Linked DNA regions of Rattus norvegicus: region 1 is linked to region 2. The links are chromatin contacts, called in public Hi-C maps. All regions are on one chromosome and are shown on one strand. The core of a region is the stretch at or near the end of the contact, and the rest is flanking DNA. Distances in the headings are between cores, read along the strand shown.

Evidence for each region. Hi-C and Micro-C count contacts between places; a contact is called where the count stands out from the background.
Region 1: a Hi-C map of prefrontal cortex shows a contact between it and region 2, with 6 times the contacts expected there. The contact joins the promoter of Ptprdl here to the enhancer-like site in region 2. A contact is called at or near these places in 2 of 12 Hi-C or Micro-C datasets (frontal cortex and prefrontal cortex).

What each region holds. Positions count from the first base shown.
Region 1 is chr5:97,413,125-97,419,471 of GRCr8, forward strand. Ptprdl (protein tyrosine phosphatase, receptor type, D like) reads left to right here and starts at 1,492. Exons shown (of 3, transcript XM_039111479.1): 1 at 1,492-1,593; 2 at 2,196-2,851. The coding sequence starts at 1,492. It overlaps Ptprd (protein tyrosine phosphatase, receptor type, D), which reads right to left and starts at 2,374. Exons shown (of 37, transcript XM_063288574.1): 1 at 2,240-2,374.
Region 2 is chr5:96,827,701-96,833,632 of GRCr8, forward strand. All of the region lies in intron 2 of Ptprd (protein tyrosine phosphatase, receptor type, D), which reads right to left. Among named protein-coding and RNA genes, the nearest start is that of Ptprdl, 580 kb to the right of the region's middle. Within about 2 kb of position 2,686, at least 10 of the 93 cell types and tissues checked have an H3K27ac peak or open chromatin away from gene starts, as enhancers often do. A contact at or near this core is called in prefrontal cortex, where this site is marked.

The DNA.
Region 1 (6,347 bases), core at 242-2,741, 580 kb after region 2:
ATTCATTCCCTGCAGACTGCTTATGTATTTCATCAGGCCATTATCTGATCTGAATAACAAGAACAATTGCATAATAAAACACATTACTGCTGACACTAGCAACTTCATTCTTTTAACTTTAAAGTTGCAACTCCTATATGACACAAAAAAAATGGTGTCAAAAAGCTAACAATTTTACCACTCTGGCTAGGGTTCACCTCTCTGTGGTTATAGAAACAGTTGCCAGGTATCTCTGTAGGCATGACTAGAAACAGCTTTAAGTCAGGCTACTCTTGTTAACAGTGTGACACAATTATAACAGAGGCAGAATGTGTGTCAGTTTATTAGTAAAGTAATTGATACCTCCCTGCTTTCAGAAATGAGGCAGAATGAACAGTTCTGCCATGCATTCAGTGGGAATAGATATGTAGTAAAACATATACAATTGAATGCTCGGTTCATTCTTAAGTACTGCTGCTTAGGGATAATTATCCCTTCAGTTTTGTATGTTTTTTTTTCAAATGTTATACATCATCTCAGAGATGTGAGGTCACAAATTATAGAGAACATATACACAATCCAAATTTGATCAACCAGTGACCTCAGTTTAAATTATTTAAATTCATTTAAATCCAATCACTGAAATGGAGAGAAATAGGTGAGAAATAAAGTGATGTACAGGAGAAAATGACACATCTTTCTGAAGTGATTCTTTTCTATTACAACTTTCTGTCACCGGAATCATCGTCGGGTTCATTGTCCTGTCTGATCACTCTAAAACTTATGTCCCAAGACAATCAGAACCACCCAAACAAGATGGCACAGCTCTAAATGCTTTTCCATTTTTAACCATTTTGTCTTTTTCATATTTTTAAAATCAATTATCCAATGAAATTTTTATTTAACTACTTTAGTAGAGAGGTGACAAGATTTTGACCACAAAAGTATCAATTAATTATGAGACATTCCATAAGCATCAATTGATAAGCGGTTCTTATAAAGAAAATTTGCCTGCTAGTTCGTTGTAATTCTCAGTCTAGTTTTATAAATTTGCAAGGTTTTTATTGAAAAAAGTATGTTTTATGTTAAGAGGAAAAAATGAAAGTTAGAGATAAATCACATTGACTTTCTTTCATTAACACTATTTTACTCTAGTCTGTGTAAGTGCCATTGTGCCCAAGAACTTTGCGTTTAAATCGGTCAGTTGTTTCTAATCTGCAGTTCCTACTGTACCTACTGTATATGTAACAATGCAAGAAGAATTAGATTCAGAACCCATTTGGCAGTGATAAAGAGGGAGAAATGCTGAAACGTTATTGATTGTGCAAAACAAACTGACTCAACTATATTTTTCCTGACATAACATAAAGGTTTTATTTAGATATTACAAAATATTGGCGAATGTTAGGCTACACATGTCTCTCATTCTTATAAGGTAACTTCAACCCTTTCGTGGAGAGAGGACGGGTGTCCTACTTGCATGCATAGAAAAGCTGCAGCCTCTGACAGGGGATGACAATCCGAGAGAAATGCTACCTGCAAAAGTTTTTGATGCAGCGATATTCAGCCTTAAGAGATCCCTTAAACCTGTCAGGAGCTGATGAGTCTGTCACAGTTCATAACCGGCTGTGTCAGAGTCACAGCCTCAGCCCGCTCTCACACTGCATTTTTCACAGTTCCACTCCAAATTAACTTCATCAGATTCTCCAACTAGGCTTGTGCCAGGACTTCCTCCACGCATAAACTGTTCACAGACATGAAGTCATCCGAGTAAGATTGTCTTCTAGTCTTGCAAACCATCTTTCTTAACTTTCCCTTGACCCAGTTAATTTTGCTCATGCTCCATCCAACTAAAGATACAACAAGCAACCCACAGAAGTCAGCAAAGGATGGAACTTGGGGGTGGACCAGGGTTGAAGGTGACAGGAAGGAGGGGGCAATGGGCTGGGAATCCTCGAGCTTTTCCTAGGTAATAGTCATTCAGTCTTAGAGCCAACCAACATGTTCACAAGCCAGGTCTTCCAGCAGCCCTCGAACAATGAGCCTTTTACAATCAGACTCCTGGGAATACTGCACATGCAGACACTCCTAAGTGAGCTTCCACAAAGAAACCCACACAAAAATGTTTAGCGAAGCACTTCTCAGGTAGGAATTACTCAAGTTATATAAGGCAAGTTCTTCCCTGGCAACAAGAGACAGGAGGAAGCATTCGGTAGCCGCCTCACTTTAGAGAGCAAGACCAGAGAGCAGTTTTACTTACTAGGGCAGCCGCTCTGCTTTCCTCGGGAACAGAGGAGTCTTCCTTCCCTTTCTTCCAGTGCAACCAAGAACTGTCTTTCTATTCCAGGGTCCGGGCTCAACTGCAGACAGGGAGAGCAAGGGCTACAGCTGGCAGCGCTCACTCGGCATCGGTGGGCTGCAGCGCTTCGGCTTCTTTAAAAGTGGTATCTGCGTGTGCGAGGGCGGTGCGGGAGGGTGGCGGCGCACTCAGAGCCCGCGGGTCCCGCAGACGCCGGGGCGAGTGCCCGCAGGTGCGGCGGTGCGCGCGGGCGGGGCGGGGCGGGGCGGACCAGGCGGCTGCGGCGGGAGGGAGCGCCCGGGATGCTGGGGCTCGCACTCCGCTGGCTGGCTTGCTCGCGCTCGCGCACAGGCGCTCGCACCCGGCCCCGCGCGCCGCCCGCGCTCACCTGCATTTCCTTAACGAGCCACTTGATGGCTGCGGCGGCGCGGCCGCGGCGGGCAGGACCGGCGGGGGGCGGCAGGCTGCCGAGGCGACGGAGACCCGATCCCGGGTGGCCAGGCCTTGCCCTGACCACAGGCTCAGCATGGAGAGCACCCTCCGACTACCGGGTGCTGGACAGCGCCAGGCCAGGTGCGCACTTCTGCAGGTGTCCCCGCTGCTCCGCTCCAGGTTTCCTTGGAGGGAAGCTGGCGGTAAGGGGTGAAAAGTGGGGGTCTGAAAGGTAGGGACCAGAGCAGTACAGTCAGAGGATGGAGAGAGAGAGAGAGAGAAAGAGAGAAGGATGCACTTGTCTTAAGGATGTGCTTCTGATATAGGATGTAGTTTGCAGTCCGGGAGCTGACCAGTTTGGCAGGGCTTAAGGGAAAGAAGGGGTTCAGTGTGGTGCCGGCTATCTTGAAGAGAACCTGTGGAAGAGTTGCTAGGATGCAGCCTCCATACTCCGGAGACGACGCCCACAGGTATATGATGAAAGGGTGCTTCAACACCACCTTGATACCCCAATGCAAATGGTTTGCACCTTCCCCCAACCCCCAGATGCACTTCAGACTTGGTTCTCCGGAGAGAGGAACTTAGCCTGTATCCCTGAGAAAGGTAGACAGGGAACCGACTTCTCAAGGACAGGATGGGTAGGATAAAGGCTTTCTTAGGTTTACCATCATGTCTGATCAGAACACAGCTATTGGCAACAAAATGCTGTCCTCTGCTAAACAAAAGCATATCACTTGGTTGGTGCTTAAAATGAAGAGGAACCAAAATAATTATCACGTTGGTAACAATACCAACCCAGAGCACTGTGGGTATACTCTGGCTTAAGGTGCTTTGAACGTTGTGGAGGAAACCAAACAGCTGTGAGTCACTTCTATCCAAAGAGGCATAAAAGCCTCATCAACATCAGTGACATGCTCCCACAGTATTCCTTTTCCTTTCATGCCTGATTTCATTCTTGCTTAGTTTTTTTGGCTCTTCATTAGTGACCCATTCTCAGTCGGGGTTTCCTGCTTAGCCTCCCTAAGGCCACTGCGCTCACAAATCCAAAAAGTTTCACAGGTACCTTATTTGTGTCTTAAAATGGCTTTTGGAAATGTCAGTATGTAAAACAAGTGACACACGGTGTAAGAGAATGCACGTGGCATCTTTATGCAATTATACAGAGCACTTGCTTTTCTTATGTGTTATCTGTCCAAGATGGTGACTCATTCTCTCTCTCTCTCTCTCTCTCTCTCTCTCTCTCTCTCTCTCTCTCTCTCTCTCTCTCTGTGTGTGTCTGTCTGTGTGTCTGGCTGTGTGTCTCTCTGTGCTTCTATCTCACTGTCTCTCTCTGTTTCTCTCCACCCTTCCCTTTCGCCCTCCCTTTTCCTCTCTTCCTCCCTCCATCTTCTCTCTCCCTCTCCTCTATGTCCTCCTTTCCCTTTCGTCCTTTCCCTTTCCCTCTGTCTCCCTTTCTTCTTTCCTCCTTCCAGCTTCTTTGCAAAATGCACCCCCCCCCCGTCCTGTCTCAGTTCCTTCCAGTTAGTCTTCAATACTGGTTTTACATGAACTTTGTTAGGCAGCCTCTGACTACCAACAGGGAGTTGGAGCTGATTGGTAAGAGGGATGCTGAGACTCAAGGATACAGCTCCGTTTCCTGTCATCACTAGCTCATTACATATGCTAGTCTACTCAATGCCAAGTGGCAGCAGAAATGGTTTCCTCTCTGCTATCCATAATAATATCTTTATCCTCTCCTTGAAAACATAATTAATAATAAAAGAAATAATGCATCTCAAAACCATGGGAAGAGCAGACGGATGCTGGTTTGATGCTAGTCACCTTCTCCACTGCTGCTACCGACAGTGCGGCCACTTTCCCCTTTGTTCTGCTGCTTCTATTGGGTTAAGCAAAGCACTTGGCCCTTCTACTGTGTTGTTCTTCCACCTTTCCCCTGACAATAGTTTGTGTATTTTAAATAAAGATTTCATTCTGCCAACCCGCAGGAAGCTTTTAACAAGATGCAGCTGAGCATGTCGATATCTTACATCTTTTTACTGCTGTTGGGGTTGCTCAGCTCCTTGAAGCCGCTCACTACCTCAGACAAACACTGGCACCTTCCAGAGACAGTGTTCCCAGGCTTGATTTACACTCATTGTTACAACTATCCTTTGGTGCCCTCTGGAAGAGCACAGGACATTGCCAGTAAAAGGAAGAGTGGGCGTTGAACTGAAGAACGTTTCTGCCTCTCCCCAGTGAAAGCAGCCTATTTTTTCATTGTGAATAGTTCCGTGTAATGGTTTTGTTAATGATTATTTTTGGTGAACATAGATTGAGACTGGACTATGGCGCATAAATTTGTTCCAAGTCTTTGGAGTTCAGGGTGTTCATTTACCTACCTGTCTGTTAATTCTGGAATATTTAGTAGGATTTACAATTTCATTGGAAAGGCAGATTTTTGTCTTTATAAAGCTACTGGTGAATATTTTCTTTAAAATTATTTAAGTTGACTGTCATTGAACCAAGTGTTAAAATAACCATAAGGTGAAATTGAAATCAACAAAACAGAGTATGGGAAGAGGTGAAGGAGCCGGGCCTGGAATATGAGTTTACGCAGGGATTTATCTGGCGATGTTTCTTCATTTACTAGATATTAATTTCACTTTGTTGTATTTAAACTTATAATGGGTTTGACTAGCCTGCTTTAAGTGAAAGAAATCTCCGAATTTACATTTGGATTTTAGATTTTGGAGTAAATACCCGCTTCCAGCTTCGGTTTTTAAATTAGGCTTAGCAAGGCTTCAGTAGCAAATCTGAAGCAATGATTTCCTGTTTTAATATGTTCTTTAAATATTTTAATAGCATCATGAGGAAACTTCTTAATTATACAGCACTTTGTATTGTAGAATTTAGTAGACTGGGGGAGAAAGCAAATAGCAGGGTAGTTATCAAGCTAGGGAGAGCAGGAATCCTGTTGAGAGGAAGCATGTTCTTGCAGAGGATTCCCAGTGCCTCTCCAGTGCACCCATTCCACTGCTGTCTTCTGTGGTTTATTTACATAAAAGTAGCCACAGTCTAAAAATGTTGATATTTGTCTTCATCATTTCAAGAGAGAAACCACGTTCAAATAACTTATGTAATAGTACATTTTATAATTGTTTCATCATGAATTGTTGTTGCTAATCCCCTATTGCTCTTAATTTCTAAACTATAAATTAAAGTTCTATTGATGTGCACATAAAGATTCAGTGCATATAGGGCTTGGTAGATCCTTTGGTTTCCACACCCTCAGGTCTATGGGGATCTTAGTATTTACTTACAGAGTGCCTACTTTGTTTTTACTTCACCTAGGAAATAGAATGCTCATTTAATGTTTGCTTATCTATGACTCTCCTTCTAATGCTATGGGGTTATTTTTGTTGTGTTGTTGTTGTTGTTGTTGTTGTTGTTGTTGTTTTTCTTTTCTTTTCTTGGATATTTTATTAACATTTCAAATGTTATCCCCTTTCCAGATTTCTCCTCCAGAAAACCCCATCCCATCCCTTCAGCCCCTGCCTACCCGAAGGTGCTCCCCCACCCACCCGATAGATTGCAAATATAAACAATTTGTTAAGAACAGATCAGGAAATGAGTCTTCTTTCTTCTTATAATATATATG
Region 2 (5,932 bases), core at 1,436-3,935:
TCAGTCCTATTGAATAGATCCTTCCCCCACTATGATATTTTGTTACTAAATAACCTAAATTGTGCATATTACACAAAAGTACTTAATAGCTAGATTTTTGCTGGTCATCAGATAACAAGTTTGCACTATCCTAAAGCACATGTTTATGATATTTATCCTTTTATTTAATGTAGTAGTGGATTCTCAGTTTTATGTATTAAAAGGGTTTTGAGTTTTTCTAACTATACTGCAGTTATATCTTAATATTTTAAACTCCTATTTATTAGCTTTTATTCTCTCTGTCTAGCTCAGGCTGTCCTTGAAAGCACTATTGTCATCAAAGTTTGATTACTTCGGGCTCCAGTTCCTCCACAGTCCTGGACTTGTACACACATGCTGCACGTCTGCTTGGATTTTAAATTATTATAGTAGTCGAGTTTGTTAGACTTCACCAAGAACATATGAAAATATTGTTACAGCTACAGCATCAAAAAAAAACACTTTAGGATTTGGAAAATATGCAAAGTTTCTAATTATTTTAAAATAATTTTATCAACTGCATGAATCTAAAGATTAAAATGTAAAAGTGAAGCAGAAATTCTTCAGAACACTTCATTGGTGTTTCTGAGAAATGTGTTTAATGGTGTGCGTCTTATTTATTTGCAATTATGTAAGAGAAAATAAATGTAATCGAATATGCACCGTTTATCAGAAATGATACTGTGGTGATTGCATTCAGGGAGCAGCCCATACTCCCTGCTCAATTAGTGAGACCATCAAGAAGATGGTGTTATTCTGGGTAATACTTATGATGAAGGCAAGTTAATGTAGCCAAATATCTTCTTTATTTCAAATGGATATCCTAGAAAATATGTAAATCTTAAGATCCCACTACACCTACCATATGGCTTTAAAATAAAAACACATCCTAGCAATAACTGTTGGTATCCAATCTAGAATGTAGACAGATTACAAAATTTATAATTTAATTTTAAGTGCCATGGAGTATGATTGTTCTGGAAACATGTTACTACTCATAAACTCTTTGTTCTGCTTGCTAAAAAATGTTCCTTATGAACTAGCACAAATGAATGTTGATCATTTATTGACCATTTCTATATGCAGAAAATTAATGGTGGATATTTAAAGAAGCAATCACAGTGTCCGGAGATAAGAACAAAATGGAGGGACACCCCTCTGTTAGTCACTGTGCTTTAAGTACAGAGGGTTACATTTGGCAAACTTAGTTTCAATCCCACATCATTAACCTGTTTATTTGATTCTGGAACCAGAAATAACATCTGAGTGCCCACGAGCAATTCTGTTCACTTAACCACAGCTTACCACCTTCACAAGATTTCTCCTCAGCTCATAATTCTTAAAAAGCAAGGTCAAGTGCACTAAGACAGTTACACAGCTCCACACAGAAATGTTACCTTTTTACCATGATCCCATATCCCAATTACGGATGCTTTCTCAGCAGATTGCCAACCTATCTTCATTTCTGATGGTTCCCATCACAGCCAGGTGGAATTCCCAGTTTCCTAGTGAAGCATTAGCTCCCTGCAAGCTGTGTGTTATCTCTACACTTAAATCTTGCCTTCAATTCTTTGCTGCAAAGAACATAAAAGCTTTCCTGTGAGGGAGACGATTGACACTTTTTTTTTCCTGCTATATTTTCTATGAAGTTGCTATGTTCTGGCTTTTGACCTTTGTTTTACGTTCCTTTTAATCTCAGCCCTGTTGTTCTTTGAGCTATTTAGTTTGAATTTCTGGTCTTTCTTCTTATGTTCTTACACTCTTACTTTATGCTTCTAGTCAAAAAAGAATTCTTGATTCTCCTGTCTCTGCCAGGTCAAGTCATTGTTCTGCCCCTTGCGAGAGTGGCAACCTTGGAACCTTGTTTAGGCTGCTTGCTCATACCACCTTGACCTGTGCATTCAGCCTAGTCTTTAGGCAAGATGCACTTGGTGCAGCTTTACCCTTGCTTTTCTCTTCATTGATTAAATAATGTCAAGTCTGGTATTGCTTGGTTCCTAACTAATATGCATCAGCTTCGTTAATCCTCACCATTAAATATCACTGAGGACATGTGGAAATTTTTCTATTGGAGGAGGAATTCGACCATCAGAATTATAGTGGCAAGAAAGGAATTTCTGAAAATCTTCAGTTCATATGTGCAAGCCTTTTACCCCTCAGCTGTTTGTCCTTGGGAGCAAAAAAAAAAAACCCAACCCCCCCAAAAAAAAATCCAAAAGAAATAAAAAAAAATAAAACCTCATATTAATTGTCACATCTCCTGTAAGTGAGTTCTGTTTCCAAGAGTTTCTTTCACTTAAAGGCTATCAGATTACATTAAAGTAAACCTGATTTTTAGTGGGGATCAATAGAAGTAAAGAACAACCAGAGAACCAGAAATTTGATCAAGAGATGATCAGCTAGGATATGCTTGCGTGACCACAGAGAAGGTCTTTCATGAGGTTAAAGGGTAGCCACAGCTCTGATTCTTAACTGAATAGGAGGGAAGAAGTCAGAAAACAAGTTTGAAAAGCATATTAAAGGAGTATGAAAGTCATAAGGAAAGTAAAGAACAGTAGAGAAAGCGATGATGTCAGTGGCAAGCACAGCCTCCCATCACACTACTCCCCCAGGTGTGTGGGGAGCACCATGAAGCACAGGCCTGGGGAGGCTCTCTGCAATCGCCTAGTATGGCCTCCTCCTTTTTCCTCGGTTTTAAGAATACATCATGTTTTTCCTGCCTCCTGTTCACCATACTTAGAAAGTTTGGCTCTGCATGTTCAACACTTTCAGAAATAGTTGCTGCCTTAGAACAGTCTGAACTGGATTAAAAGAAGACTGCTTCCCTGGGGACGAAGAATGAGAAAAGCTAAGTTGCTGCCCTACATGGGAGTTCAGCGCATGCTTCACATCTGCTCTGCTTTCCACTTTTAGTTGGGCTCTTCCCTTTTGTAATGTGCCAGGTGACGTAATGCTGCAGAAGCTTCAGTGTCAGGGCTAACATTTTTATAAGGATAGCATTTTAAAGTGAAGGACTAGCAACTCTACAGTATCCAAGGGCCACTCTGTGTTTCACAGTGGGCCTGTATCTATAGAGAGATCCCCAAGACACTATTAATAGGGTAGGAAGGACATACATCATGTAAGGTAGATTTTATATAAAGTCTTTTTACCACTCCCCCCTCTCTTTACTCTCGTGGTGTGTGTGTGTGTGTGTGTGTGTGTGTGTGTGTGTGTGTCTGTGTGTCTGTGTGTCTGTGTGTGCAATTGTGTGTGCACTTGTGTGTGTGTGAACATGTGTAGTGTTGCTACTTGTAAACACTCTAGCAACAACTTCATACTTGAGGGCAGGGGCTTTTACAGGCAGCCTGTGTATTTACTTAAAACAGCACAATATTTACAGTTAAGGAGTCCTCTGGACTGAACCAGTTAGTCATGCTTCATCTGCTTGTGCACTACTTCTTTCAGAAGCCAATCCTTTCCTTTGGAACTAACACAGTCAGATCATAACCCCCATGGCAACACATTTCATGTGCACATTTGCTTTTAAAGTATAAGCTAACAGGAAAGGGGCTCTGAATGACCCATTGTATCATATACATATACATACATAGACATAGACATAGACATACATACAAACATACATACACACACACACATATATATATATGTATGTATATATATATATATGTATATATATATATATATATATATATATATATATATATATATATATATATATATATGTTGCAGAGGCCAGGGAAAGTTTGAGAAGATTGTAGTATGAGTTGGTGCCTTGTAAGGAGGGCAAAGATCAGAAGAGAAGCACACAATGCCACATGTGAGATGATTGGAGTGTTTGGGCATGTAAAGATCCATATTATCTGACAAAACCAAGGTGCCATCATGCAATAAAATCTAAGTGTCTTCTTCATACAGTAAACCAAGCAAGAAACATATGTAATGTTTTAAATAAGGAAATAATAGGATAGTGATGTAAGGAAACAAAAGAAATTAACACCACATAAGCCTTCCACTGTATAGTCTTGACAGATTTTGTTGTCTCTTTCATTCTTAATGTTATTAAAGGTTCCATAGTAAGAGAGCTAAACTTTTTGGGGCTCCACAAATAGTGAAATGTGGAAGGAAGGTACTCTATATAAGCCTTAATTAGAAAATCTCTGAAAGTCAAATGCTAATTTTGTATTTAAACTTTGTGTAAAGGAAAAGTTAACGTAATGGTTTTTTTTTTTATAATTATTAAAGCTCCCTAAGTCCATGTGAAATCTACACTACTCTTTGCCAAGACACGTGTACCTTATGCATAATAATTTTTAAAAAGTTGCTATGTTCTCACAGCAGATTTTACACCCACATAACACAGAAAAAAATTAGATGCCACTGAGTTCTGTGTACCTAACACACGGAATCTCTCTATGCTTATTTTCTATAAGCATACAGTGAAATCATTGTTATTTTTAAGCCATGAGTTCATTTGCTATGATACGGAAGAGCAAGAGAGGAATTGTCAGAGGAGTGTGTTTTGTTGAGGTATTCTTGGATGTAATTTGGCAATAATTGCTCTCTATTCTTTCCTTGAAAGTATTAGAATTGGTAACCAGAACTCACCCTTTCTCCATGTGAGAACTCTTACAGTCACTAATACATCTTCTACAGTTATTAGTCATAGTGTGATTTATTTTCCTTCCAAAATGTCACTGGTACAAGTAACATCCTCTTTATGTGTCAAAGAGAACTTCCTCATGTGAGTCCTCAGTATAAACATTTTGCCTTCCTTAATGAGTTATTATTAATTTTCAACCCCTTTTAAAACTCACAACAGGTACAAATATATTGCAATTATCAAAATCATATATTATTTAATGATATACTGCAGTGGCCGACATTTTTCCTTACTAATTACTGTGATGTACACGGTACAATCACAATCAGATGGGATTGCACTGCAGTCTGTGGTGTTCCTGGGTTGGAAACTGGCAGTATGGTGGAGTAATGCAAGGAGGAAACTTTCTTAAAAGATGAGCTCATTCAAACAGCAAGGTTAAAAAAAGGTATCTGCTCAGTGGTTAACTCTGCAAAGCAGCAGCGCAGGAGGGAGATGTGCTAGGACTTGGAACTATGTCATTCTCCACCTTCGAATCATCTGTTCCACTGTAACTTGAAAAACACTGAAATTCTATATTAAAGGTAAAATCAGGCCAGGGTACATAAAAGAATAGTTGCCGACATTCAGGCAGAACTGATTATATTCCAAGTAGTGGGAAATTAGGCATCTTTCATGCATTACTGGATTTGATGTTCAAAACAGGGTGGTTATTACCTACTTCTATAAACGATAGGTACAAAGACTAAAACTGGGTTATACAGTTAAAAAGATCCAGGCCTAAGAACAGATGTTTCTCACCCAAAGTCTGCTCTTCCTAATGGAATACCACCAACTCCTACTTTCCACCCCATTCTCCCTTCCTTTAAAGACTACTAACTGAACTACCTATACTCCCCTTCATTTCCCCCTCTCCTTCTGTCCGCATAGCACTTCATCTAGAAAGCATACATTTAGCATTTGTGATATACTAGCTGACACATAGTTATTCAGCAAGAACCATGAAGCATATATTTTGATTTTATACTACATTTTAATAGTACATGCATTTATTTCTAAATAAGTATGTATAATTTATTTAATTGTACAATTTGAATAAAGCCCATGAGTAACACACATACACACATGAATGAATGAACACATATGAGCACACTTAATATCTTTTCTGAGCAAAACAGATATGATAAACAATGCATGGTTCCTAGACATTGGTGCAGTCCTTGGATCCCAAACTCTGGATCCATACCATACATTGTTATTTATTGTAGAATTATTAAAGTGATAATGTTCACAGGAAATCATGAGTGCTAT